7 separate regions of the Mus musculus genome follow, and regions 1, 2, 3, 4, 5 and 6 are each linked to region 7. Evidence: chromatin contacts called from public Hi-C, HiChIP or PLAC-seq and promoter capture Hi-C data. All regions are on one chromosome and are shown on one strand. The core of a region is the stretch at or near the end of the contact, and the rest is flanking DNA. Distances in the headings are between cores, read along the strand shown. Region 1 overlaps Birc6 (baculoviral IAP repeat-containing 6). Region 2 overlaps Birc6 (baculoviral IAP repeat-containing 6). Region 3 holds the start of Srd5a2 (steroid 5 alpha-reductase 2). Region 4 holds the start of Xdh (xanthine dehydrogenase). Region 5 has its middle 6.3 kb from the start of Gm30983. Region 6 holds the start of Ehd3 (EH-domain containing 3). Region 7 holds the start of Dpy30 (dpy-30, histone methyltransferase complex regulatory subunit).

What was found. Promoter capture Hi-C pulls out the DNA fragments that hold promoters and counts their contacts. A called contact is a pair of places that touch in the nucleus more often than the background predicts. HiChIP or PLAC-seq counts read pairs in DNA pulled down with a chosen protein or histone mark. Capture Hi-C pulls out chosen DNA fragments and counts their contacts.
Region 1: a contact with region 7 is called in a promoter capture Hi-C map of liver, with 2.0 times the contacts expected there. The contact joins the enhancer-like site here to the promoter of Dpy30 in region 7. A contact is called at or near these places in 4 of 39 promoter capture datasets (the C10 cell line, cranial neural crest, liver and 1 more), 1 of 15 datasets of contacts at CTCF or cohesin (large pre-B cells), 2 of 484 Hi-C or Micro-C datasets (adipose-derived mesenchymal stem cells and embryonic stem cells), 1 of 115 datasets of contacts at active chromatin or transcription factors (the SCID.adh cell line) and 2 of 9 other capture datasets (liver and pancreatic islet).
Region 2: a contact with region 7 is called in a promoter capture Hi-C map of cranial neural crest. The contact joins the enhancer-like site here to the promoter of Dpy30 in region 7. A contact is called at or near these places in 5 of 39 promoter capture datasets (the C10 cell line, cranial neural crest, hematopoietic stem and progenitor cells and 2 more), 1 of 15 datasets of contacts at CTCF or cohesin (large pre-B cells), 2 of 115 datasets of contacts at active chromatin or transcription factors (embryonic stem cells and fetal liver) and 2 of 9 other capture datasets (adipose tissue and liver).
Region 3: a contact with region 7 is called in a promoter capture Hi-C map of adipose tissue. The contact joins the promoter of Srd5a2 here to the promoter of Dpy30 in region 7. A contact is called at or near these places in 2 of 39 promoter capture datasets (the C10 cell line and liver), 1 of 115 datasets of contacts at active chromatin or transcription factors (embryonic stem cells) and 3 of 9 other capture datasets (adipose tissue, liver and pancreatic islet).
Region 4: a contact with region 7 is called in a promoter capture Hi-C map of 3T3-L1-derived adipocytes, with 7 times the contacts expected there. The contact joins the promoter of Xdh here to the promoter of Dpy30 in region 7. A contact is called at or near these places in 6 of 39 promoter capture datasets (3T3-L1-derived adipocytes, the C10 cell line, cranial neural crest and 2 more), 1 of 15 datasets of contacts at CTCF or cohesin (pro-B cells), 7 of 484 Hi-C or Micro-C datasets (the 3T3-L1 cell line, B cells, CD8 T cells and 4 more), 5 of 115 datasets of contacts at active chromatin or transcription factors (bone marrow-derived macrophages, effector CD8 T cells, embryonic limb bud and 1 more) and 2 of 9 other capture datasets (adipose tissue and liver).
Region 5: an H3K4me3 HiChIP or PLAC-seq map of bone marrow-derived macrophages shows a contact between it and region 7, with 3 times the contacts expected there. The contact joins the enhancer-like site here to the promoter of Dpy30 in region 7. A contact is called at or near these places in 7 of 39 promoter capture datasets (3T3-L1-derived adipocytes, the C10 cell line, cranial neural crest and 2 more), 1 of 15 datasets of contacts at CTCF or cohesin (the NIH/3T3 cell line), 2 of 115 datasets of contacts at active chromatin or transcription factors (bone marrow-derived macrophages and microglia) and 2 of 9 other capture datasets (liver and pancreatic islet).
Region 6: a Hi-C map of effector CD8 T cells shows a contact between it and region 7, with 4 times the contacts expected there. The contact joins the promoter of Ehd3 here to the promoter of Dpy30 in region 7. A contact is called at or near these places in 1 of 39 promoter capture datasets (cranial neural crest), 5 of 484 Hi-C or Micro-C datasets (the N1E-115 cell line, cerebral cortex, cortical neurons and 2 more) and 1 of 115 datasets of contacts at active chromatin or transcription factors (astrocytes).

Annotation. Positions count from the first base shown.
Region 1 is chr17:74,603,050-74,606,742 of GRCm38.p6, forward strand. Birc6 (baculoviral IAP repeat-containing 6) reads left to right here. Exons shown (of 73, transcript NM_007566.3): 20 at 1-63; 21 at 1,445-1,578; 22 at 2,940-3,086. Among named protein-coding and RNA genes, the nearest start is that of Birc6, 77 kb to the left of the region's middle. Within about 2 kb of position 2,157, at least 2 of the 459 cell types and tissues checked have an H3K27ac peak or open chromatin away from gene starts, as enhancers often do. A contact at or near this core is called in liver, where this site is marked.
Region 2 is chr17:74,658,917-74,662,607 of GRCm38.p6, forward strand. It overlaps Birc6 (baculoviral IAP repeat-containing 6), which reads left to right. Exons shown (of 73, transcript NM_007566.3): 60 at 243-439; 61 at 1,466-1,766; 62 at 3,685-3,691. Among named protein-coding and RNA genes, the nearest start is that of Ttc27, 57 kb to the right of the region's middle. Within about 2 kb of position 2,250, at least 2 of the 459 cell types and tissues checked have an H3K27ac peak or open chromatin away from gene starts, as enhancers often do.
Region 3 is chr17:74,046,081-74,049,794 of GRCm38.p6, forward strand. It overlaps Srd5a2 (steroid 5 alpha-reductase 2), which reads right to left and starts at 1,780. Exons shown (of 5, transcript NM_053188.3): 1 at 1,467-1,780. The coding sequence starts at 1,747.
Region 4 is chr17:73,948,058-73,951,602 of GRCm38.p6, forward strand. Xdh (xanthine dehydrogenase) reads right to left here and starts at 2,139. Exons shown (of 36, transcript NM_011723.3): 1 at 2,021-2,139. The coding sequence starts at 2,071.
Region 5 is chr17:73,988,355-73,992,179 of GRCm38.p6, forward strand. No RefSeq gene overlaps it. Among named protein-coding and RNA genes, the nearest start is that of Gm30983, 6.3 kb to the left of the region's middle. Within about 2 kb of position 1,732, at least 12 of the 459 cell types and tissues checked have an H3K27ac peak or open chromatin away from gene starts, as enhancers often do. A contact at or near this core is called in bone marrow-derived macrophages, where this site is marked.
Region 6 is chr17:73,802,730-73,806,109 of GRCm38.p6, forward strand. It overlaps Ehd3 (EH-domain containing 3), which reads left to right and starts at 2,112. Exons shown (of 6, transcript NM_020578.3): 1 at 2,112-2,740. The coding sequence starts at 2,514.
Region 7 is chr17:74,314,580-74,317,997 of GRCm38.p6, forward strand. Dpy30 (dpy-30, histone methyltransferase complex regulatory subunit) reads right to left here and starts at 1,854. Exons shown (of 5, transcript NM_001146223.1): 1 at 1,766-1,854; 2 at 1,465-1,537; 3 at 1,323-1,370. The coding sequence starts at 1,500.

The sequences.
Region 1 (3,693 bases), core at 907-3,406, 290 kb after region 7:
TACGGCTGTGTCCAGACAGCTGCAGGACAGGCTAACGCCGCTGGAGGCTCTGCTTCAAACAAGGTATGCTTGCCATCACCGGGCATGGAGCTCTTCATTACTAGGTTCACTTAAAACATTCTTTTACCTTAGAAAGTATTTATTTTGTGGTATGCATTCTAAACATGAATAGTGTGAGGTCCTCCTTCCTGTGTTTCTGTGGGAACTATTTTCTTCAGCTGTTAGTGACAGTCTTTAATGTTTACACAGAGAACTAATTTTAGTTTTTAAGTTTATTTTATGTGGTTTTTTTGTTTTTGTTTTTTTCTGCATGTTTTGTCTCCACTGTATGCACACAATGCTTGTAAGGCTAAAAAAATGAGTTGGATCCCCTGGGACTGAAGTTCAAGATGGTTATGAGCTGCCATTTCGGGCTTGCCCATCAGTCTCAAGTCTTCTGGAAGTATAGCCAGATCCTAACTGTTGAGTCATTACTCTTACCCTAATTGTATTGAACATTTAGGGATACTTTGCTTTGTTAATACAAGGGGTATTCAATATTATTTTTTAATGGTATGAATTTATAGGTATAATTAGTAAATCTCTTGTTACTTTTACATGAAATTCTTTTGTCTGCCAGTTGGAGTTTTAAATTTTTAATTAGCATATTGAATAACAAAATGTTGACTTTAAATTTTTTCTTTTTTCTGTTGTCAGCTGTCTCTCATCTTTGAGCTATGGTTTCTTTGTTGTAGCCTAGGCAGCCCTGGAAACTCAGAACTCTGCCTCATGAGCACTGGGGTCAAAGGCCGCCCCGTCATTTCCCAGCTGGTCTCCAGCCTTTAAGAAATTTTTATTTTATTTTGTTTTATTTTATTTTATTTTATTTTTTATTTTATTTTATATGTATGACTGGTTTTCATACATGTGCATATATGTGCTACATGCATAACTGGTGCTTTTGGATGCCCAAGAGGATTGCAGATAATGTGACCCTGGAGTTATGACATTTTAAGAACCGCCACGTGGGTGTTGGGAATCAGCAACTATTGCTCTTAACCATCAAGCTATCTTTGCAGCTTCTGGTCTTCAGGTTTTGAAGTTGGACATTTTATTTTTTCTCATTTACTTGAAGTTGCATTTTATTTTTGAAGTTGGACATTTCTTATTTGACACACTGCTTTTATGATAACTTTATAAATCCTGATTTTGATGTGGTTTTTTTTTTTTTTTCTTTTTTTTTTTTCTCTTTTTTTGGTTTTTCAAGACAGGGTTTCTCTGTGTAGCCCTGGCTGTTCTGGAACTCACTCTGTAGACCAGGCTGGCCTCGAATTCAGAAATCTGCCTGCCTCTGCCTCTGCCTCCCAAGTGCTGGGATTAAAGGCGTGCACCACCATGCCCGGCTCAGTAATTTTTCAATAAATGCCTAGAGGGTAAAATATTGAATACATTTCTCATTTCTCAGATATGGACTGTACAGCTCCCCGTTTGATCCAGTTCTCTTTGACTTGGAGATGAGCGGCTCTTCTTGGAAAACTGTGTACAGTAGCAGCACTGCTGTCCAGTCAGATGAAATCGACTTATCAGACGTTCTTTCAGGTACTGACCTCTTTTACTAAGTAAGGAGCGAAGAGTTCTGTTGTTCATAGTCAGTTCAGTTTTCTCTTTGTCAAGTACTGAGTTTAAGTTCTCATTGTCAGGTACTGAGATTAAGTTCACAGTGTCATGTACAGAGTTTAAGTTTTCAATGTCAGGTAATGAGTTTAAGTTCTCATCTCTCTTTATTATATCTACTCACATTTTTGTCTTCAGAACACTAAAGTTTTTTGGTTTTTTTTTTTTAGACCTTAACCATATAATGCCTGTGAACTGTAGTGCTATGTAATATGTAAAGTGTAGCTTTTGTGTCTGGCTTTGAGTGAAATATTACAGCTCTTGCCATGTTTTGAGTTAATCAGTGCAGGCTGAGAAATTGTTTTGAGATTGTTTGAACCTTGAAGAAATAGCTCTGCACTTGGTGCTACTTTAGATTTTGTACCTGCCCAAACATTAGTCTTAAGACACTCCTCGCGAACTTGGAGTTCTTAGTTTTGATTATGGCTAGCCATGGTCAAAACAGACTGACATTTGTGTGGGCTGTCTGCTTTCTCCGGCAGCAAGGGCAAGACAACTTTTGTAGTTGGAACCTTTCCCAGCCCCAATCAATTTTGTGTTATGATTGAATAGAAGTAACTGGAGTGAGCTAGTCTGGGTCAGTCTTTTCCAAGAAAGCTAAACCCCTCTGCTCTTTCAGAAAGTGAGGGCTTAGCATCTTGGTGAGCTTCTCTCTCTACTGGGGCACCTATGACCAACATCTACAAGTAATGATTGGTTAAAGCCATTTTACTTCATATCTCAGTTTCTTTGCCTGTTCTCAAAAAGTAAACACACACACACACACACACACACACACACACACACAAACACACACACACACACACACACACACACTCTCACAATTCAGAAATCCAAAATCTGAAACATTTGTCCACCATGTTAGTGGCCAAAAGTTTCATAGTGTATTTCAGAAGTGTGGATCAAGAATCCTTTATAGTGACATATGCAAACATTAAAACAATAAAAGCAGTTTTCAATATTTAAAACAAGTTATGATTCAGTTTAATTTTGTTTTTTATTGTAATCATTCCAGTGTAATTTTACTGTTCAAAAGATTTTGTTCGTATATACTGTAAGTTTCATATTACTGTGAATTCCTACCAAATTGCTTTCATTCCTATAGACATTTGTATGAAGGAAGCTAGTTTCTCTGTTTATAGGTTTTCTTAATATGCCCTTTGTTGATGTAGTGTGAGTTTTGTGCATTTTATGCTAATTAAGGTTGGCTAAATAATCATGATTATTGCTTCTTCCTGCCTTTTACAAGTCACCTTCATGCATTGTGAGGTTTTCTTTGTGTCTAGGGAATGGAAGAGTCAGCAGTTGCACGGCTGCGGAGGGAAGCTTCACATCTCTCACGGGGCTTCTAGAGGTTGAACCTCTTCACTTTACTTGCGTGTCAACCAGTGATGGGACCAGAATAGAAAGGGATGATGCAAGTACGTTTACTGGTATATATTTTCTTTTATTACATTCTTTATGCAGTAATAATGCAAAAATGATATGAGCTATTTAAAATTATATCTTTGTTTGCATGGTAAGAGAAGACCTATGGGAGCAAGGGATGTTTGGAGGGACTACCATGAGTAATTTTATATTTGAGATCAGTTGAGGTTTTTTTTTTCCTTTACCCAATAAAACATTCCCTTAAATCCTTTTATTTTTATGTTTATTTTCTATGTGTGTTTATGTGTATTTTTATTATGGGAAATATCAGCCAGAAAGAAAATAGAAGGAAGAGTAAGGTAGAGCCCGTGTTTCCATAGCCATTTCAACCTTTAGATGATACCTAGTGTAGTGTATGACTTTGATATCCTGATGTGACTTGTTGCACTTAAAGTTCATAGTAGTTTGGTTAGGTTTTGACCTGACTATAATCCCTAGAATACTGAATACAGCCTGGGTTTTATAACCAGAGCCAGTCTTAGTGAGAGCGTGCACTTGTTGAAACGATGAAATAGGGGACATATTGATTAGATAAACTGCTTCATTTAACCATTAGGTCTATAAATCATGGAAATACTTATCATTTTCTTTTAAAAAATTTTTTCTGTGCCC
Region 2 (3,691 bases), core at 1,000-3,499, 340 kb after region 7:
TGGAAGAGCAGTCAGCGCTCTTAACCGCTGAGCCATCTCTCCAGCCCTCCGAACTTTCTCTTTGCCACTGTTGCTCTTTCTTTTTGTACAGTGTATGTTTTTTATAAATGAAAGCATATTGTGTGTGTGTGTGTGTCTGTGTGTGTGTATATATATACACACACACAGACACACACACACACACACACACACACACACACATAGGTTGTTTCTTACATACTGAGTTTTTGTGTATTGTATAGATCATGGAGACTTAGTTGGCAGCTGTCCAGAGGATGAGGCTCTTACCCCGAGTGATGAGTGCATGGATGGAGTATTGGATGAATCTTTGCTGGAAACCTGTCCTATTCAGTCACCATTACAAGTTTTTGCAGGAATGGGTGGACTGGCTCTTATTGCAGAGAGACTGCCCATGCTCTATCCAGAAGTGATTCAGCAGGTAAGCTAAGCCTTCTACCACGGTGCACATGGTATAGTGATGTTTTCTGTTCTTTAAGTTACTTGCAATAACCTTTTAGGAATATTCTTGGCCTTATAATTTTTGATCAATGGATAAGTCACAGATTGGCTTCTATAGAATATATGAGCATCAGCTGGGAATATGGAAGCTCGTTTCTTATGACTTTCCCATGATGTTGTTATGATCATCACACTAACATTCTCTTTTCTGTATGTAGCTTGGATGTGGTTTTGATTGTGGTTATTACTGTAAATGAGAGAGTAAAATAATAGTGAATCACTCATATTTATGCCTTATTTAACTTCTGCTCTTTTTGATACCATTTCCAATGTAGATAGTTTTAAATCATTATTTTAGCTCACATCAGTTTTATCTTCTTCCTGTCATTTGATGTTTGTGTACTTTTCATGTTCTTTCATGTTAATGCAAAGTTTTTCCAGTTGTCTCTGGAATGTTTTACGGACAAATGGAAAAATCTGTTGGGTATCCTGGCATATACCTGTAATTTTAGCACTTGAAGAGCTATGGACAGAATGCCAGCTTGAGTTCATTTTTTTTGGGCTACAGATAGCAATACCTTTTCTCAAAAACAAAAAACAAAACAAAACAAAACAAAACAAAACAAAAAGGAAAAAGAAGAAAGAAAACCCACTATATGTTTCTTTTGCATGATTTGGATTACAATCTACACCAGTGGTTCTCAACCTATGGTTTCTTATAATTTTTGGAAGTTACAGATCAGATAATCCTGGCTATATTTATATTACAGTTCATAAAAGAAAAATGAGTGAATTAGGTTAGTGAACTACAGGTTGTTTGTCTGTTTTAAAGTTCGTCTGTAGTTATTCACTGACTATGAATAGGAAGATGCTGTTCTGACATGGATGCACTTGGTAGATACTGGCATACTTGTGATGCCATACTCTTCTTGGTATTTGTTACCATGTTTTTAAAACACGAAGAGTTCATCCGAAGCCCAGTACTGAACTGTCTCTTTTTCTTTAGGTGAGTGCTCCAGTGATCGCTTCCACCACTCAGGAAAAGCCAAAGGATAGTGATCAGTTTGAATGGGTGACCATAGAACAATCAGGTGAACTGGTTTATGAAGCTCCAGAAACCATTGCAGCTGAGCCTCCACCTGTTAAGTCAGCGGTGCAAGCCACGTCTCCCATACCTGCCCATTCTCTGGCTGCTTTTGGATTATTTCTTCGTCTTCCGGGCTATGCTGAAGTGCTCCTGAAAGAGAGGAAGCATGCCCAGTGCCTTCTTCGATTGGTGTTGGGAGTTACAGATGATGGAGAAGGCAGTAAGTGTTTCCAGTTACTGCTTACATTTATCAACACTACACAAACAGGGTGGATACATTTGTCTAGATTATTTTCTCTTCTTAACTGTTTGTTTTATAGTAAAGCTATTTACATGGTTTGTAATTTTTATTGAGTTTTTCGGTATTAAATATGGTAATCCTAAGAAATTTCATATTAAGTTTATAGTAAGTGACATTGGAATCGTGTGACCAGGAAGTAGGACTAGTGGCTGTGTAGTAGGTATGAGAACATACTGACTCTGACAGCTTAGAGGAGGACTGGCGCTGAGTATTCTGGGAGCCTCAGATGTGTGAGGCAGTTTCTTACAGATGTGTAAGTGTGAAGCTGGGTAGCAGTTTTGGGTGGTGCTCTGAAGGATAAGCAAAATTTAATTTAGGGAGAGTATTTTGAACAGAAGAGTTGTAAGCTTTGTTTGAGTATTTGGGCGGGGAGGAGCTAGCACATTCAAATCTGTATGAAAGGCACTTCTAAACTGTTGTGGTGGGCACGTGTTCGCAATCCCAGCCCTCAAGAGCTCAGTAGCACAAGGATCAGGTTTCCAAACTGCCGTTGACGATGTACTGAGTTTAGTGACAGCCTGGATACATGAGGGTCTGCATGGAGAAGCAATGAAAGAGAAGTTGTTATAGGATTATGAATACCTAATATTGATTAAACTATTATGAGGAATGGGGGCATTAAAAAAAAAAAATCCACCCCCAAAAGAAAATCTAGAGCACTGACTGTTTTTCCAGAGGTCCTGAGTTCAATTCCCAGTACCCACATGGTGACTCACAACCATCTGTAATGGGATCTGATGCTCTCTTCTGGTGTGTCTGAAGTCAGCTACAGTGTACTCATATACAATAAATAAGTACATTTAAAAAAAAAAAAAAAAAGAAAGAAAATCTGTTGAAGTGTTTGAAACACTAAACTTGGATTAGTGTTTGCAACAAGGCCAAAGTCCAATCTCCTGTACTATAGAAACAAAACAAGGAAATGGAGAAAAGCAAAAAGCATAAATCTGTAGCATTATTTTGAACAAAGAGAAGAGAGCTAAGATTATTATATTATACTGTATTATATATAGTATATGTAATACATATAAAGTTTATTATATTTAATAAATATATATAATAAATATAATGATTGTTCTTATTTCATGCTGTTATTTAATGCAATAAGAGATTGACTGATCGCAGTTGAGGTAGTTAGGAAAATTCACTTTCATTTGGATCCCTCTTAATTGTTCACTCAATAACATTTTACTGCCGATCGATCATAAGCAGCAAAGGGGAAAGAGTGGACTTAGATTGCACACAGAAGTCCAAGGAATGGCTTCTGTGATGCATAATTTCATTTTTTCAGCACTCATTCTGCTCATATGGTGCTTTATTGCTTGTGTTTATCACTTTCTTATTAAAGCAACACAAAACTATTGTACAAAAGAAAATAGTTTTACTTGTTATTGTTCATAGGAAAACCATTTGAAAGGACACCAGTCACTTTCTGATTGATGGTTGTAGGAAATTTCTTCTTCCTTGGCACACTTTTTATCCCAGTAGTGAGGAGGTGCAGTCAGAGACAAGCAGCCTTTTATAAATTGGAGGCCATCCTAGGCTACATGGAGAACCTTGTCTTTTAAAATAAAAAAAAAATTACATTTCATTTCACATTTAGTTCATATTATCTTTGTTGTCATTGATGGCTGTTACATATCTGTAAAATTTCAGAGTGTGTGTGTGTTGTGTTCTAGAGACTTTCTTGATACTTTAATAAAGATAACAGTCTCACAGTCAGCCTGCTTTTTAATAAGTTTAATGATAAAACCTTGCTTTGTTGTTATTACTTGTGACCCTATGTGTAAGTGCTTATTATTTTCAAGTGTCTTTAATTTTTCCCTCTTCTCTTTCAAAGGTCACAT
Region 3 (3,714 bases), core at 530-3,029, 270 kb before region 7:
AATATCTATTTCCAAACAAGCAAAATCAAATGCTTGCCTTTTTATCTCCTGCAACCTGGATCCTTCTCTCTGTACATCTGTATCAAATAAAATGATAACTACCCTGGGTCTTTGTACACAAGAGGCTTTTTGCAAATATTTATTGGATAACTAATACATAAATGTATTACTACTTGTCAATACTTAACTTTCTTAACGAATGAGAATTCCATATTAACACTGCATGATTACTAAATATTGACCAATAAAGATCCTCTGGATGGGGGCTAAAAGAGGCAGATTGAAATTTGTACTTTTGGCTCCTCCTTTCCTAGAAATGATGTGTTAATGGAGAGAAAATTCTGCCTTGGGTCCCCGTAGGCTTTTTTCTTTTCCTTTTAAATCTAATTTCTTACCTAAATTGATCTGATCTTCCGACCCGACCCGAGGGAGGAATTCTCTGCTCCACAAGGCACAGTCAGCCTCTGGCAGCCCTTAGCTGCTTAAGCTCCCTCCCCTGTTAGTTACCTGTGTGAAGAATCTATCAAGGACTGGGGGCCTGGAACGGAAAGTATTCCTTGGGAATTAGCTGGTCATCCTGACAGATATCAGGGGTGTCGCCTTCAATTACATAACCTTCCTGAGCCTTGGTTTCTTTGACTGTCCAGTGGGCATATCAAAGACATCTCCCACTTTTACAGTGAACCCAAACAAAAGGACAGATGCTAACAGGTCACAGAGGTGCTTCAGTGGTCCGCCTACTTGCCCTGGGGTCTCTTCTGGAGATTGCACAGTCCTTGGATTCTCGGTACCTCTTTGATCGCTTTCCTGTCTTTTCCTCCCACCACAAAAAGGCAAATTTCTGAACTCAGATTTTTTTTTCATCTAGAACGCCTGAGCTCTCGGTCAGCTTTGCCTGGCTCACTTCTAAGTCCTGAAGGTCTTGGGAAGGTAAATCAGTCGTCAGTGAGCTCGGCTTCTTAGGAGTCGTGTCTAAACACAATCCTCTCTATTCTCTTCTCCTCTATAGATGGGAGGTGGACTCTGCCCGCTTCCTTCCTCAGTCACACAAAGACCAAACTGATCAGAAGAACTTCTGAGAGTTCCAGAGTTTATCACCTCCCCGAGTCCCTGAACCAACTGGACCTGGCATTATCAGAGAAAGGTGAGGTCTATGAGACAGAGCAAGGCGCACAGTTGGAGATTGAAGGACCCTGGCCGATGGCATCTGCCCAAACTGAGTTCTCCAGCTTCATCCACCCATCCTCGCAGCTACTGGAGCATCCGAGGGGCGCCCAGGAGACATCGAAGGCATCTCCTGTGCCACTGGTGCTTCCCAACCCTGGGGATTCCAGCCTGAAGTCCCTGCCTGGAGCTCCAAACCTGCCTTACTCTGCGCTCCTCCCCACTCTTCGCGCTGCCCCTCGACGTTAGTCCACGCGCTGGAGCCGAGCAGGGAGGTATGCTCTGTGGAGAAAAACGCTAACCTGTGGAAGTAATGTGCGGAGAAGAGACCCAGCAGCACATTCCCCGGAGGTCCAAAGAGGGAGCGCGGCTGCCAAGCGAGCATCCCTACCGACACCACAAAGGAAGGCAGCTCCTGCAGGAACCAGGCTATGCGTGCGGGCAGGAGGGGAACTCCCGACGACACACTCTCGCTGTGTTTCCCGTAACTGGCGGGTTTCCCAAAGCACAGGATCAGGGTCCCCATGGTGGCCAATGTGGCGCTACCTGCCAGCACCGGGACCTGATGGCACACAATCGGCATCTCGCCTGTGTTCACAGCTGGTAGCTGCTGCCCGCCTGGTGGAGAGCGCGGGCCCCTTTATGGAGCGCCAGACGCCACCCCGTGTCCGCCCCTCGGACCAGGGTTCCCTCCCCATTATAGCCCTCCCCCACCCCACCCCCCCTTCCGCGTGCCTCCCACCTTGGCGCAGCCCGCCCTGGCTCTGCTTAGCCACAATGCCCATTTCTCCCGTCTGGTTCTTTTGACTTCAGCTGGGACACAGAACTGAAACTTTTGTAGAGACAGACAGTGTTTTGGGGGGTGGGGGCTTCCCTCTCCACCTGTGCCCTCTGTCTGCTTTGATTTTAGTTCTTGTCCTCCATACGTGGCCCTAAGATGCCTTGATCCTCGTTCACCAAAGCACTGGGGCTTCTCCATCCCTTACGCACACCCTCAGCTCTGTCGCCAGGCAGTGCCCACCATGGATCTCCCTGGCAGGACTTTCCACCTGCAGCAGTTGTCCATGCTTCTCCACTCCCCTCAGTTTCTATCCAAAGCCAGATCCTTCCTCCCGTCCTGGGCTTGGCATTCTGGTACTTTGAAACCCCACCATTCTCTCTATGTACTGGGACCTCCTCTCCTCTGTTACTCTGCATGCCTGCTAGCTACAGCTACGGCCACACTACGACCTTCCCTCCACCTCTCAGGCAGGTGCCAGCCAGCTTTTAGGGTAAACGCCCAAATTCCTCCTGGGTCTCAGGGTCGCCAGCCTTGGAGAAAAGTTTGTCCCTCACATGTTCTGGTTAGCCCTGTGGCAAAGATTCTGAAAACTCATACAACACCCCGCCCCACCCCCAGGCTCCTCCAAAGCTGGCACAAACTCTGCCTAAAGTTTCGGCGTTCTCTAGAGCGTTTTCCCAGTTCTGAAGCGCTTGAGCTGGATTCCATAGAATGGTGACGATGCTCTCTAAGCACCCAGCACACAGCATTCCGCACACCGGACCGGACCGGATTCTTTTCCCGCTTACGTTTTTCCCACTCTTTCCCCAACCTCCACACACCCCAGCCCACTTCCATTCCCCTATCTCTATTTTGCTTCCGAGACAGCCCTCCTTAGCTGCTCCTTCTTCCCCTCTCCCCTCCTTCCTCTGCTCTCTATTTTGACCTAACATCTTCTCACCCCACAACCCTTTCCCATACTGCTGGTCCCTTCAGTCTTCCATCTTCTTGTCTCATCTTTGATTACTTAGGACCTGTTTCCACCACCCACCCCCGTCCCTGTTGGGGGCACAGCTCACCACGCTTTCTCTGCCCTGCCTCCCCCACCCATCCCCCCCACCGTCCCCTTATTTCTCACTCCTTAATTCCAGCTCACCTATTGTAGGATCATTCTTACTTCCCCATCCACTCCAACCAGTCCTGGAACTGGTTGAAACAATGCATATATCCGTCTGTTCCAGATTAGGGAAGTTTCCTCTGACAAATGGGGATTCATTATTGATCCAGGGCATCCTCTTCTTGCTGACCAAGAAGTAATAACCATCGCCCTGCTGCATTAAAACTAAAATAACAATCATGTTTGCTTGAAACCGATCATCACGCAGGAAACACTCAGACCGACTGGAGCACTTTCCAGGAAATAGCCAGGTGTTGATAGCTCAGCAGCTCCCTGCAGTTTAAACAGGTTTTCTATAGGTTTGACCCTAACTTCTGAGTTCCTACCTGTTCCTTAAAGATGCTCATATCTAGATTGTCAGCAGAAACCCCAAGTGTCAGAACTGCACTCACCACTCAGATGCCTTCCAAAGGCTTCCAATTTAACCAGTTTATCTTCTCCTACACTTTACCCAAATTCTCCCTCTGGGTTTTGATTGCTACCTCTTCTCCACCTTCAGTAACCATAGTCACCTTAGGAGGCTGCCTTGCTGGCTCAGAGAGCTATGGAAGTCATGGTGTCATAACCAGAACCTTGGTGTAGCTTTCCTAACCAACTCAATGAAATAACTGTG
Region 4 (3,545 bases), core at 889-3,388, 370 kb before region 7:
CATCACCCACAATGCTGGTGAAATATTGAGCAACGCTCTCCCTTTAGTACTGACTCCAGAAGAGGACAGGTCACTAAGGTCCAGGTCACTCCCAGAAGATTCCACAGGCACTTGGTGTCTCATACCTGAGCCCTCTCTAAGCCCACTGGTGCAGACAGAACCATGCAGTGTAGAAAACAAGGAAAGGAAGAGGTGCCCTGAGGAGAACCAGCTGCCATCTTTCTACCGCTCGTTTGGTAATTTCTTTGCACAATCTCTCTGGCCCAATGCCTAGAACATCTTGAAGAAGGAAATGAATCTGAACTTACTCAATCTGCCTGTGCTCACTCAGATTGCCTGCTAGCTCTGGCTTCTTACTACTCACCAATTGCCCTTACTTTCTTCATCCTTCTGGAGAGCTCACACCTTTTTAAATGACAGGCTGGCTATTCCTCAGGATAACCTGACGGGACCAGAAGCTCCCAGGAATAGAAGGGATTGGTGTGATGCTACACTCTAAAAAAATCTAAAAATCACTTCTCTCCAGTGCTAGTAAAATGCAAGGAGAAGCAATTTCAGCCAAGCCAGTTCACCTCAAAAACACTCCTTTCTAGAACCAGAGGCTGACACTAAGCTATCCCCCCAGAAGAACTGTGGGTCACACATAAATCAACACCCGACCTTAGAGCAAGATATGACCTTCAGAACACTTTGAACCTGCCACTAGCTCACTGGGAAAAATTCATTTATGAGCATCCCAAAGATGATGATGTCTGTGTGTGCACAGTATTTCCAGGGAGCCAAGTTAACAGCTGTTTCCTCACCTCTGTGATGCAACCATTGGGCACAAAAGACATTTAAAAGATTGAGTTCAAAAGCCTTACTACCATCAGCTTAGGCATTTCACCCTAGCCCTTGTCTTGGTCCAAGCTTGCCCAACACACACACACACACACACACACAAAAGCAATATATCAGAGAGATTCAGGGATCCAGGGATGGGGCCACTCCCACTGAATCCACAGGCTTTACCGTACTGGTGTTGAAATGACTCCTAAAGTTTGCGTGCTAGTTAGCCAAGCAGATGCTGGCAGTCTAAGCCCTTAGGAATTCTTGAAATCACATGTCCATTCTTGCAAATTTCTTCAGAAATTACTCAGTCTCTTTAATCAACACAAAAGTGTCAAAATAAAAAAACAAGTAAAATTGTTTGGGGAGGGGGGGAAGCCTTTGGCCCACTCATGGTTTATGAAGTCCATGTGGCCAGTTACAGTGGGGGAAATGAGGGTTCTTCTCCTGTGACCTCAAGTGGGGAGCTGCAGTGCTGGGAGTACCTTGAAGGGAGGCCAACAACGCCAGAAACAATACACTTAGCTTGCTCCTTCTCTCCCTGCACCGAGTTGACCTTGCAAAGATTCTCAGGCTATCAGGGATTTTGTGGACCCCATACCACTTTACCTACATTCACAAGTGCCGTTTAAGGGGTTTGCAATATTTACATATAGAACTGAGAGATGGTGATGGAGGAGTCCTTTATGAAAATAATGACAATAATGGCTTGCCACAAGGTGTCAGTATATGTTGCCGCACAGTAAATCAGCTCTAGTTAAATCTATGTACAGGATCATATATCAGAACCAGTGGCTGTGTGTGTTTTATGTTCCGGCATTAGCATAAAAGTGCCCGCCTCCTGCTGTTTGTATTAAAGAGAGCCACTGAAACACTAGAAACAGAGAAGAAACACAGAAATAGGGAAGTGCTGTTGCCTCCTCCTCTCACCTAGACTCTGTTCCTTTTCCCACCTCTGAGCCAGTGTGTCCTCTAGCATAGAGTGGCCATCCCTCTCTCTTCCCTCCCCTTCCTCCTTTGCCCTCTGAGCGTCTTGCCTGTGTTCATCTTGCTCTAAAGTTACCAAACTACAGCAATATCTTTTGAGGGGTAAGATGAGACCAGAACACATCAAAGTGTCCACACAAGAGAAGTGACACAGGTCCCCTTTCAGACAGCAGAATCTCTAAACCAAAGGTCAACTGCCACTTACCTTTTTGCCATTCACAAAGAAGACCAACTCATCTACCGTTGTCCTCGTCATCGTGACGGCCGGAGTCCCCGAGCTGCTGCGAGGTGCTTGTAGATATCACTGCCTGCAACTTGAAAGATACGCCTCCCAGCAAAATGAAACAAAGTTAGCCAATGAGAAAGAAGCAGCTCCAGGCATGGACAGCTCTTGGCAAGAGTCACAGGTTTGCACAATCCAGGAAGGACCAGACAGCCAATCCACAGATCCTACTCTGTCCTCCTAGTCAAAGTGCACAGAGGAAAGTGCAGCCGTAGATTAAGGAAGCCTGCATCTTGGCACCAGATGACTGTGAATTCTGGGCACCTGCCCTTGTGAAACCTGCTTCATCCTCCTCCCACTTGCCATACCAGGAAGAGCAGGGAAGGAGCAGTTTGCCAGCCACTGAGGCTGATTCACTCTCTTCCCGTTCACACTTGTTATTTTCCCAAACCGGCTCACCCTGACACAGGCTCGCCACTGGCCTGCACAGCTCACTCTCTCAGGGCCTGGCAGAATGTGAAGGTCAGAGACACAGACCCTTATGTCCAGACTCAAACCCTGACCTTTGACTACAGCCTGTCACTTATCGCCTGCAGGACTCAGCTGTTTCTTCCTGGAAAAGGGACATCAGGATGACACCAAAAGCAGAAAGCTGAAAAGCAAAAGGTCTCTCGGGCGTGCCTTATAAACTTGCAGAGAATGGAAATAATCACTTTTGAACAGTCACAGGAACAATCCCAATAACAAATCATGTTCCAGAATTTCACAAAACTTGTCAAATTATCAGAGGAACTCATACACCAAAACATATTACAAGCACCAAGTAAATAAAATAAGCTAATACAACAACACCCACCACAGTCTGTTAATAGAGCTGAGAGCCCCCAGCTCCATCAAGGACCATTAGCTTCTGGTGTAAATGCCTATGCACAGCATCCACTCAGACAACACTCGTGGGCTCTCCTTGCTCCACCTCCCACCACTCCATTCCACCCATCTTCACATCAGCAGGCACTCTGTCCTTCCCCAGCCCTGCAGTCACTCAATCACTCAGCCAACCTACAGGGACACATGTGTCATCGTCCTGGAAGACCACAGAAAAGGAAGAAAAGTGCATGGTCAGATGAGCCTGGTGCAGCAACAACATTTTGGGAAACAGGACTCCTGGGACAGTCACATCATCAACACAACGCCCCTTTGCTGGCACAGCCCTGACGGAACCAAGAATGAACTTATTTGTCGGTCAATTGATATCCCAGTTTACCCTTAGACTTATGCACCAAATCCCTTCAAGTTTCTCGGTCCAGGATATTCTGGTCATCATAAAACAGTACTTGCTACCCGGAATCAAATTCCTTACGAAATGGGCAGTTTGGCTGTCTGGGGATGTTAGTGACATGCCTGGTAGGGCTGTTGTTGAAGATGATGATGATGATGATGATGATGATGATGATGATGATGATGATGATTATGATGCTTCTGAGACCAGGAAATGGAACTAACCATC
Region 5 (3,825 bases), core at 482-2,981, 330 kb before region 7:
TTATGTGGCTTGCTCAGCTGTTTTCTTATAGAACCCTGGACCACCAGCTCAGGGGTGGTACCACCCATAATGGGCTGGGCCCTGCCATATCAATCACTAATTATGAAGATGTTCGAATGGCTTATCTACAGCCCTGTTTTACGGAAACATTTTCTCCATAGAGGTTCCCTCCACTCGGATGACTACAGCTTATGTCAGGTTGACATAAAATTATCCAGTACAACGGATGTCACTGGTGCCCTCCCCAAACCTGGTTGGTATGGAGGTGTGAGATATAGGTAACTGAGGAGAAAATGGGAAATAGAATATGGAGAAATAAAACAGACACAGGCCTTTTGAAGAGTGTGGCGATCACGTGGCCAGAAATGTGGAACAGTAATTCAAACTGACTAGGGACATGGGTCTGTTTCTGAAAGAAGGGATCCTAGGCAGAAGCAGGAATATTCACACTGTGACAGGAGAGAGACTATTGCAAGTGGTTGATTTTGTGGTGGGAGTATGAAGCCAATGTTTCTGTTTTGTCCCTGAGACACCCAAGTTGTCTGAGTTTGCAAGGCCCAAGGAGATTCATGCTCTTTCAAAAACCAAAAATCAATAATGTCAACAACAACAACAAAATGGAGCAGTTTACCGTGTGCCCTATGCCATTATCACTTGATTGCATGCTTTTCTTGGGGACTGTTAGCTCCATAAAAATAAAATAGTGCTTGGTTTGTTCAACACTGGTTCTCCAGTGCCTGGAGAATTAATTGTGGAAAGGCAATAAAGTGGGTTTAATTAACCACTTACTCCAGCCAACAGATGTAAGAGACAAATACCAGCCTTTTACTTACGTGACTAAGAATTATTAGTCTTCACGGCAACTCTATAAATCTAGTACTTCTTGTATCCCCCATTTTGGGTAAACTGAGGACAGAGAGATGAAGCAATGTATCACCTTTGTGTCACTATAACAAAATACCTGACACAGGTTGAGGGGGGAGGGTGGGGGAGAAAGAGACAGAGAGATTATGATTTTGGAGTTTGAATATGCAAGGTTCTATTGGGTGACTTGATTGGTTGGCCTCTGATGTGGGCAGTAGATGGCAGAGCATCCTGGTGAAAGGGTGTTTTAGAATGTGAAATAAGGAGTTACCTCTCAGGTGGGATTCAGAGAAGCTCTGATATCTCACAAACCTCTTGAAGAGTGGACCCCCAATTGACCTAAGAGCCTCTTATTTGGCTCCACCTCTTAAAGGTTCCATGCCACTTTCCCTAGGAACCAAGCTTTGAATCAAAATGGACCCTTGAGAGGCACTCAAACCACATTCAAAGTATAGCAAGTAATTTGCCCATGGCTCCAGAATTAGTAAGTAAAAGCAATGAGATTCTAATCCAGGTAGTCCTGCTCCAGGGTCTGCCACTTAAATCCTATCCTGATGGGTTCACTGCAACATGCCTGTCCCCTACCATATAAGGTGTGTTAGGGCACTGATTAAACACCTAGAGAGCACTAGCCCTCCGCAGAATAGGAACAATGGGCAGGGCTCCCTCCCTTGTTCTCATTCACTCTCCAGGAGGGAGAACCTGCTCTAGAAACCACTGCTGTCTTTGTCTTCCCTGGTTTTGCACATGAGAGCATTTCTAAAAGCAACTAAGTCATGTGTAGGCAAATCCCCAACTGGTTCTGCTAGGAACAATGTCTGAAGTTCACATTAGGCTCAGAGAGGAGCAGACACAGGAACTGAGTCATTGGCTTCAGTTAGAAAGAAGACAGGATCTGGAAAAGTCCCTGAAGGGTCAGCAGTTGCACTGAGTCTGGGAAGGTACATAGACATTTGTGGGTAGACAAGGAGAGAAAGGGCTGCTGGACAGGGGTAGGAGAAGCCCCAGAGACACAAAGGCCTGGTGAGAGAAGGCACAGCTTCTAGTGCTGGGACTTTTCAATGTAGCTAAACTGAATCCTATACTGTTTTGTTTTGTTTTGTTTTGTTTTGTTTTGTTTTGTTTTGTTTTGTTTTGTTTTGGACAGTGTGTCTAAATTTGTCCTGTGCTGACCTTGAGTTTGTCGTGTAGTCAAGGATAGCCTTTAACTTTTGATTCTCTTGCCTTCACCTCCTAAGTATTAGAACTATTGGCATTTGTCACCTATATGCATGGTGACATGCATGGGGGCATGCATGCCCAGTTTGTACAGTACTAGAGCCCAAATCTATGGCTTTCTACATGCAAGCAAACACACCACCAACTGAGCTATGTACAGCCAAGGCATTTGACCTTGAGGTGTTCCCTGAGGTGAGACTATGCTCTTATCCTTTTTCATGGTCCAATCAGGATAGCAATGGGGCTGAAGGCCAAAGGTCTCCCTCTGCCTCCTATTCAGTGCTTACGGCAAGAACCTCCTTGGAGAAGGTTGAGCTGAGCTATCAAGACATCAGTGCAGTCAGAGAAAAAGGCTCAGCAGCCACTGGCATGCTCAGAATTGCCCATGACCCAGAACCCCATCAAATTCACAGCCACTGACTGAGCTCCACCATATGCTTTGATTTCCATTGAGCTCCCATGGCACAAGATCCCTCCACTCATTCTTCTAAGACTTGCTTGCCTTTCCCCAAACACTGTGTGCAGTGATTTTGCAATGTGGGAGAGATAGGAATGATCCTAGCTATTCTGGAGTCTATGTTATTAAAGGTATGGATTAAATAACTTGCCTTACAAGAACTTTAACCATATTGAGAAAAAACAAAAAACAAAACAATAGAAGCACAAAGCACCTCCCTGGGCCCTGGATTGGATTCCAGCCAGAGTGATGTTTAAACTGAGACTTGTTTTAGCAAAGAGGAATGGGAAAGAATTCTGGAGAGGATCATGTCAGAAGACTCAGAGGTAGAAGGAAAACTTCACATATGAGGAACTGTGAAGAGACCAGCATAAATGGAATATAGTAAAGAAAGCCACAGATGGGAAAATGTAGGGGGAGGTGCTGATACTAAAGTCTGGTTCCCTAATTGAGTCTTGATTTGGTCAATAAAGAAGATGGGAGCCAATTGCTGGGCGGAAGGAACAGGTGGGACTTCCGGATCCCAGGAGGAAAAGGAGACACAAGAAAAGAGAAAAGTTTTTTCGGCCAGGCTTTGGAACAAGGAGCATGGAACTGTTATGTAAGATCTTGGGGAAGCTAAAACCAGTGGCCTCCCCCAAGGAGGTCAGTGGAGGTGAGTTGATGTAGGCTAGCTGATAAGTTTAAGGAAGAAGATTCTGTGCTGAGCAATTGTGTTAGTAGGCAAATTCTGAAGTAAACAACCTGCCTGCGTGTTTTTCATCTATAGAGCAAAGGTGAGCAGAGAGAGAAAGAAGCCTGGTTGTTGATGGCAAAGCTAAGCCAGAAGGAACAAAAGAGAAGCCAGGAGTGGGGCTAAAGGCAGCCAATCCTGGAGCTAAGCCTAGAGGGGCTAGAGCCCAGGCTGTGCTCTTGGGCAAAAGCAGGAGCGTCTTTTTAAAAATTACACACAACAGGAAAATGAGACTCTGGGAGGAATGGGGACTTTTTATCCTACAGCATTTAGTTGAATGTGGAAAGGGTTGCTGTATTTCCTGGGCAGAGGTTGGTTCCCACAGAATAATAATGAAATACACTCTCTCTTTAAGAAACTAAGAGGCACACACACACACAAAGATGTGTCCAACATCCCCTCATCACAGGGCTTTATGCATGATAGTCATCAAGTCATGCTCTACCAACTGAGCTACATTCGCAGCCTAGAATATCAAACGTTAACAAGGAAGAATTCTGTGGTAGGAGAAGGATGCAGATGTTACTGAGAACTTCAACATGGCCTCATTGAT
Region 6 (3,380 bases), core at 862-3,361, 510 kb before region 7:
TCCATGCTAAAACCACATCATGTCACCCACTACAAAAGGCATCCACCTGGGCAGGTCCCATAATATTTGTTTGGTTATTTGTTTCCATCCCTTCCCGCCTCCTGCCTCCCCTCTCCTTCCCCCTTCTTCTAATCCCTCTTGTGGATGGAATATCAAAGCTGTTTGTACACCATAGTTCAATATACAGTTTAGCTCCACCTCATTAATTTTCATAGACAACTCCACCCGAGTCATGAGATGTCTGTGATATTGCCTCCTGGCTTCATACATTGGTGGTAATGTAAAACATGAGTCTGAATGGTTTCTCAGTGCGGACTACAGTGCTCAGAAGAAGATAGTTCACTCTTGGGTTCAACAAGAGTGTCAGGAAACCTGAACTAAGGAAATTTTATTCAGCACCATCTCTAATAGTCCCCACAGAAATCCCACAGTGTCAGCAAACCCCTCCTCTACCTGCCATGCCTACAGGTTTATTCCAAGGGCAACCCATCGTAGCTCAAACAGATCCTCTACCTACTCACTCTGCTCCCTTGCCAACTTCTCCAGTCATTGCATGAGCTTTGCAACTGTCTGGTTCCCAGAAGAAACTCTGAAACCACTCTAAGCTTTGGGTGACCATCCTTTCCTCCTTCACCGCTTATCAGACTGTCGATCCTACTGCCGGAGTCTCCTGACTCTAACCTCCTCTGCTCCCCCACTGCCGCTGTTCCCTGATGTTCTGCAGTTTCCCAGCCTCCACCCCTCCAGACGATGCTCCCAGACTCCCCAGCTCGACCTAGTCCATTAGCTCCTTATCTTGTTGGTGGAAGGGAGGGCAGTGGGAGCCCTCTGCCTTAGGAGAGAGGAAAGGCTTGCCACCTCACTGGTTAGAATCCTTCTAGAACTGTCATTGACTTTGTTCCTTGTTGCTGCCCCACCCTTTGCCACATCTGGCCAATGTCTCATCACTGTTCTTGGCATTGCTGGCAATGGCACGATCTTCCTCAGAGGGGCGCTACAATGTTGCTTCCTGAGATCTCAGCAACCCCTGTGCTTGGTGAGCATTTTGTTACATAGCAATTATTGGTAATGATATTCTTATGGGTTTCCCATTTCTTGTTTGGCTCCTATCTTGGTGTGCACATTCTTCCATGCCTGTTCCCATCATACATTTCACGATCTACCATTTTGGATGTAGCTCTGCCAAAATCTTTACACTGCTCTGGATTGTTTTTAAGAAGGCTTTTTATGTGACCTCAAATGCCTTCCAGTCTTCTCTCAGCTCATCCTTGAAGAGACATCTCACAGCCATGTTTCCTGTAATGCCTTCAAATTGACCACGAAAAAAGCAAAAGATGGTTCTGCTTGCTTGCTTGCTTTTTTTTTTATTCTTATTTTTATTTAATTTAATTTTTTTTTTTTTTTGAGACAGGGTTTCTCTGTGTAGCCCTGGCTATCCTGGAACTCGCTTTGTAGACCAGGCTGGCCTCAAACTCAGAAATTTGCCTGCCTCTTTTCGTGTCTGTTGTAATTCTACCCTGCTACATCTCCTAAAAGGCTCCTCAAAGACTCAGCTTTGTATGTAGTTGTGTCAAATTAGGTCGCTGCCCCTTAGCACTCCCTGCCTGTGTGTGTTTTGCTGGTTTTACCTACCGTATTGAGTGGGAGAGAGGGGGAGGAGAGAAAGAGGAAAGCCGTTTTTGTTTGTTGTTTGTTTTTCACTTCACCTCAGGCCTGGTGAAAAGATAAGTTACTGATTTTTTGGTTATTTTATGTCACTTGTCAGGGGCACCTTCTTTCCATGCCCCAAGGAAAATACAGTAGAATTTTCCCCAAATGGGTCCCAATATTAGTATCCCCAGGGAACTGACCTCAGTAACCAAAGGAACTGAGTCTCAAAACGGTAGAGTAGGTCAAGGCTGTCTTAGTCTCCGTCCTTGAGAGGGCGCTGCTCCCAAGTCAAATCCCCAGGGCTGGGAAAGAAATGCCTGCGCTTTCCCACAGGACTCTGGCAGCAGCTTTTTGCAGATAGAGTCCGCGCGGCCGCAGAGCGCCTGCCCATAGACATGGCGGCGCCCTCCTTGGCTTCGCGTCGCCCTGACCGTGGAGCTGGCCGGGTTTTGCCAGTTCTCGGGGACTTCCTGCACGTCTGGCATTTAAACGCGCGCCGGGGGCGGCGGGATGCTGCTGCGGATGCGGAGCTGTGTGAGCCGCTGCCTACCCGGCGCAGCCTGGGCTCCGCAGTAGCGGAGCTCGAGCATCCTTTAGTCATCTATCTGGGGAGACCTGGAACTCAGGCTTCGGCTTCCCGGCAGGTTTGTCTTTAATTTCCAAGGTTGCAGTTCTCTTGACACAATCCACAGCATCCTTCTCTCCAACCGGGCTGTGGATGAACCTGGGACTGGACTGAATCCAGCAGCTGGGGCAGCCCGGGCCATGGTGCGTCTGAGCCCCGAGCTCTGGTAAGGCAGTAGTGGCGGCGTTGTTCGAGCTAGGCGGGTGCCACTCCCGGGAGCTTCCTCCCAGCTGTCACAATGTTCAGTTGGCTGGGTAACGATGATCGCCGCAAGAAGGACCCTGAGGTCTTCCAGACGGTGAGCGATGGACTCAAAAAACTCTACAAGACCAAGCTGCTGCCTCTGGAAGAGTATTACCGCTTCCACGAGTTCCACTCGCCCGCCCTGGAAGATGCTGATTTCGACAACAAGCCCATGGTCCTGTTGGTGGGCCAGTACTCTACCGGCAAGACCACCTTCATCAGGTGAGCCTCATCTGGGTGCTGAGCCTTCCGGGTGACGTGGAAAGTCTTCCATTAAGGGCTCTGAAGAAATCCCTGTGGGAGGCCTCAAAAGTTGATCCTACTACCGAGTCCCCCATTGATTCCTATATGATGTCCCTCCTCAGTTCTTAGCCCTGGTCATTTTATTAAGAGTCATCCCTGTTGTCTGATCTGGGCACTGAAACTGAGGCACAGAAGGAACCAGACTCCTAATGAAGGTGGGGATACCGTAACCCTCCTTTTGACTAGAATCTCTTATCTCGTGAAGGGCTTGGGATTATCCCGGGGAGCCTTACCTTTGCAGCCGAGTTGTTCTCATGGTCGCGGGCCTGGGGATGGGGGTGAACTGGAGACCCTGGGGTCATTTATTCTTTTACCGTTTTTCCTTCTCTCTGACAGTGCTTTTAGGGCTGTCTCTTAGAGAAGCAGAATACTTTTAATAAGTTTCTTCTTTGAACTTAATAGTTCAATAATAATAATAATAATAATAATAATAATAATAATAATAATAATAATAAAGCAGCTTACAGAAGTAGAGGAGATACTAAGATGCCTCATCTGGCCCTTGACTTTGCAGGTGAGATAGCAGAGGTGATGGGAGGATACGTGATGGTTTAGAGCT
Region 7 (3,418 bases), core at 604-3,103:
GGAGGGGGTGTGTGTGTGGTTAAGAACACCAGTATAGCAGCAGGAGAGTGCTTGAAGTCAGCCTGGTCTACAGAGTAAGTTCTAGGACATCCAGGGCTACATAGAAAAACCCTGTCTCAGAGAGAGAGAGAGAGAAAGAGAAAGAGAGAGAGAGAGAGAGAGAGAGAGAGAGAGAGATCCTCATTCAATCCCCAGCATACATGGTAGCTCACAACTGTCTGTAGCTCAAGTTCCGGCCTTCTGATGTACATATATACCCAGGCAGAACACCCATAAAGCAGTAAAAAGAAATATATAAACCGGGTTCGGTGCACACACCTTTACTCCCAACACCAAGAGGTGGAGGCTGGTGAATCTCGGTAAATTCAAGGCCAGCATGATCTACATAGTGAGTTCCAGGACAGCCAGAGCTAATGACACCCTATCTCAGGGGGAAAAAAATAGAAAAAATAAAAAAATATATATACATACATATAAACACACAAACACAGAGAGGAGGGAGGGAGGGAGAGAGAGACAGAAAAAGAGACAGAGAGAAGCAAAGAGAGACAGAGAGAGATCACACAAATATAAATACAATGCAATCCTTTTGTAAGAGTCAGTTCTAGGTCAGGCAGGACTGCTCAGTGTGTAAGGAGCTTGCTACCCCCACATCTAACCTGAGTTCCATCTCCAGAACCCACCTAAGGGTGGAAGCAAAAAACCTACTCTGTAAGGGTGCCCTCTGATCTCCACACACTAGTGCACATGCATGAGCGAGCGTGTGCATGCGCGCACACACCCACAAGTAATAATAATAATAATAATAATAAAATAAAAAAGAAAACATGTCTAAGCTTACTTTCCGCTGACCTTGAACAAGTTACTCAACTTTAAGCATTCTGGAGCTGAAGATACATTCAAATTAGCCTGGTATATATCTCACAAACAGCAAAGTGTTGAATAAATTCTAACACCTGTTTGTACAACTTCTTGGAAACGTGGTCCTGCCCTTTTTTTTTTTTTTTTTTTTTTAAACCAGAACTTAATCCCTCGAGTCTCCCATTCACACACAAATTTTCTCCGGGAAGCCTCCATTTTCCTAACCAAACCTTCCCAGCTCTGGTTCCGGGATCATCTAATCTTTCATTTACAAAGTACCTTTATTTTTAGCCAAGTATTAGCATGCTAGTAAAAAGAAGCCACTTATAATCTGATACTACGGAGAGATCGCGGCAGCAAAGAGTTCCCTCGTGCAGAGTAGCCTAGTAAACCGATCCTAAGTTTTCTCCAGCTCTCAAGAGACCCATAGATGCATGCGGCAGAGAAACTGAGCGAGTTACCTCAACGCTGTCTGTGAGCCCGTACTCAGAGTGAGGGTTTTCTGCAACCTAGAAAACAAAATACAGTCACAGAGAGAGACATCCGCCCGTCCCGCGCTGCCTCCCCGCACACCGCCACCCTGAACCCAGGGCCTCCTGGTACCTGTGTCTGTCCCTCCAGCATCTGCTCCGACTCCATGGCGGACCCTGCAAACCGCAATCAACCGGATACCAGTCTTGCAAAACAAGAAGAGCCGCGAGTTAGTTACCCGGGAGATTTCAAGTGGAAGACGCCAGGACCCGGTGCGGTGCAGCCCAGCCCGGGACCCCGCCCCTCACCCCCGCGGGCAGCAGACGCGCGGGCTGGGTCGGGCCACCGACTGGCCGTCCTCGTCGCATCGCGAGGCTCGGAGGTCGTCCCAAGGATGTAGCGGTGGGAGGAGGAGGACAGGGAAGCTGATTACCCGCGCCAAGGCTGTCGGTTCCTAAGTGCCCTGCACGGCGCCACCGACTCACAGCGCGAACCGCTTCGGCCGTAAGTGAGGGACGTCGCGCTGCCGCCGCGCCTGCGCAGAGCGGCCCCGCGGGCAGAAGTGCCCGAGCCCGCCTAAGTGGGCCTACGCCTCTGCGGTGCGCGGGGTGCCTGGCCACCTGCCGGCTCCACCCTGCCGTAGATCTTTCTCCTTTAGACAGTCCTTCGTGGCACCTGGAAGTGACGGTCCCCGAGGAACCGAGGCCACTCACTTGCTGAGCGATTCTTGCTCAGGCTTTACTAGGGGCTAGAGGGCATCCAGCGGTTGATTACTTGGCTAATCTTACAGGCGACTTAGGTTTGGTCTCCACCGCCCACATGGTGGCTCACAACTATCCCTAACTCCGGTTCCGGGGAGCTGACTCTCTCTTTTTATCTACGCAGGCACGAGGCACGCGTGTGCTCCGCGCACATTCAGGCAAAACACGCATATATACGTATACATACACACATATATAATTTTTTTAAGGCCAAAGGGAAACAAGGAGGAGTGTTTGGGAATTCTTGGGCGGCTTTTATTCAAGCCCTGCAGTCTATGAGGATACCACGTTCACACTATTCTACATTTATGTCTAGATTAGTTTTTTTTTTTTTTTTTAATTACTTTCCAGGGATAAGGAGTTCAGCTCATGGTCGAGCGCTTTCCTGGGATAACCAAGGATCTTGGTTCAATTTCTACAGAAGAAATGGCTTTCCAGACTGTAGTATTATGGATTCCAACCTGGGTTGTGTTTGCTTGTTTTTACATTTTAAAGCCAGGTGTCTGAAATCCCAGCATTTGGCTGACTGAGGTAAAGAGGGTCAAACGCCAGCCAGAGCTTCCTGAACGGGAGTTCCAGGAGAGCCTGCTTTCCTGTAATTATTGTAACTGTTGATGGATTAGGATTTCAAGGGTATGGAGAGGTTGGAATGCTGCAAATCTAGAGACACTAGTTAGTTGTCTTGAACCTAGTTAGCTCCCTAAATAGCCTTTAATACCCACCTCTGTCAGGGACCTAACTTCTTTACTAATACTTCTTACTAGTGAGTTTCTTGGAATGTTCAGACTCCTAGCTAACACCAAAATGTTTCCAAAAAGCCTTCAGTTGGCAGGGCAGTGGTGCTGCATGCCTTTAATCCCAGCATTTGGGAGGCAGAGGCAGGTGGATTTCTGAGTTAGAGGCCAGCCTGGTCTACAGAGTGAGTTCCAGGACAGCCAGGGATACACAGAGAAACCCTGTCTCAAGAAAAAGAAGGAGAGGGGGAGGGGGAGAAGAAGAAAAGAAGAAGAAGAAGAAGAAGAAGAAGAAGAAGAAGAAGAAGAAGAAGCCTTCAGCTGTCCCTACAATGATTATAGCTAAGATTTCCAGACTTTCCTACAACCCACACACCTAATGTACTTGAAAAGAGCTTTTGTGCTTGGTGTGGTGGTGAGAAAAGAGATGGTTTAGTCACTTTAAAAACAAAAACAAAAACAAAAACTTACTGCTCTTCCAGAGTTCAGTTCCCAGGCACACACCAGAAGTCCAACAACCACCCAGAACTCCCGAGATCTGACACCGTCTTCTGGCCTCTGTGAGCACTTGAACTCACTTGCACTTACACA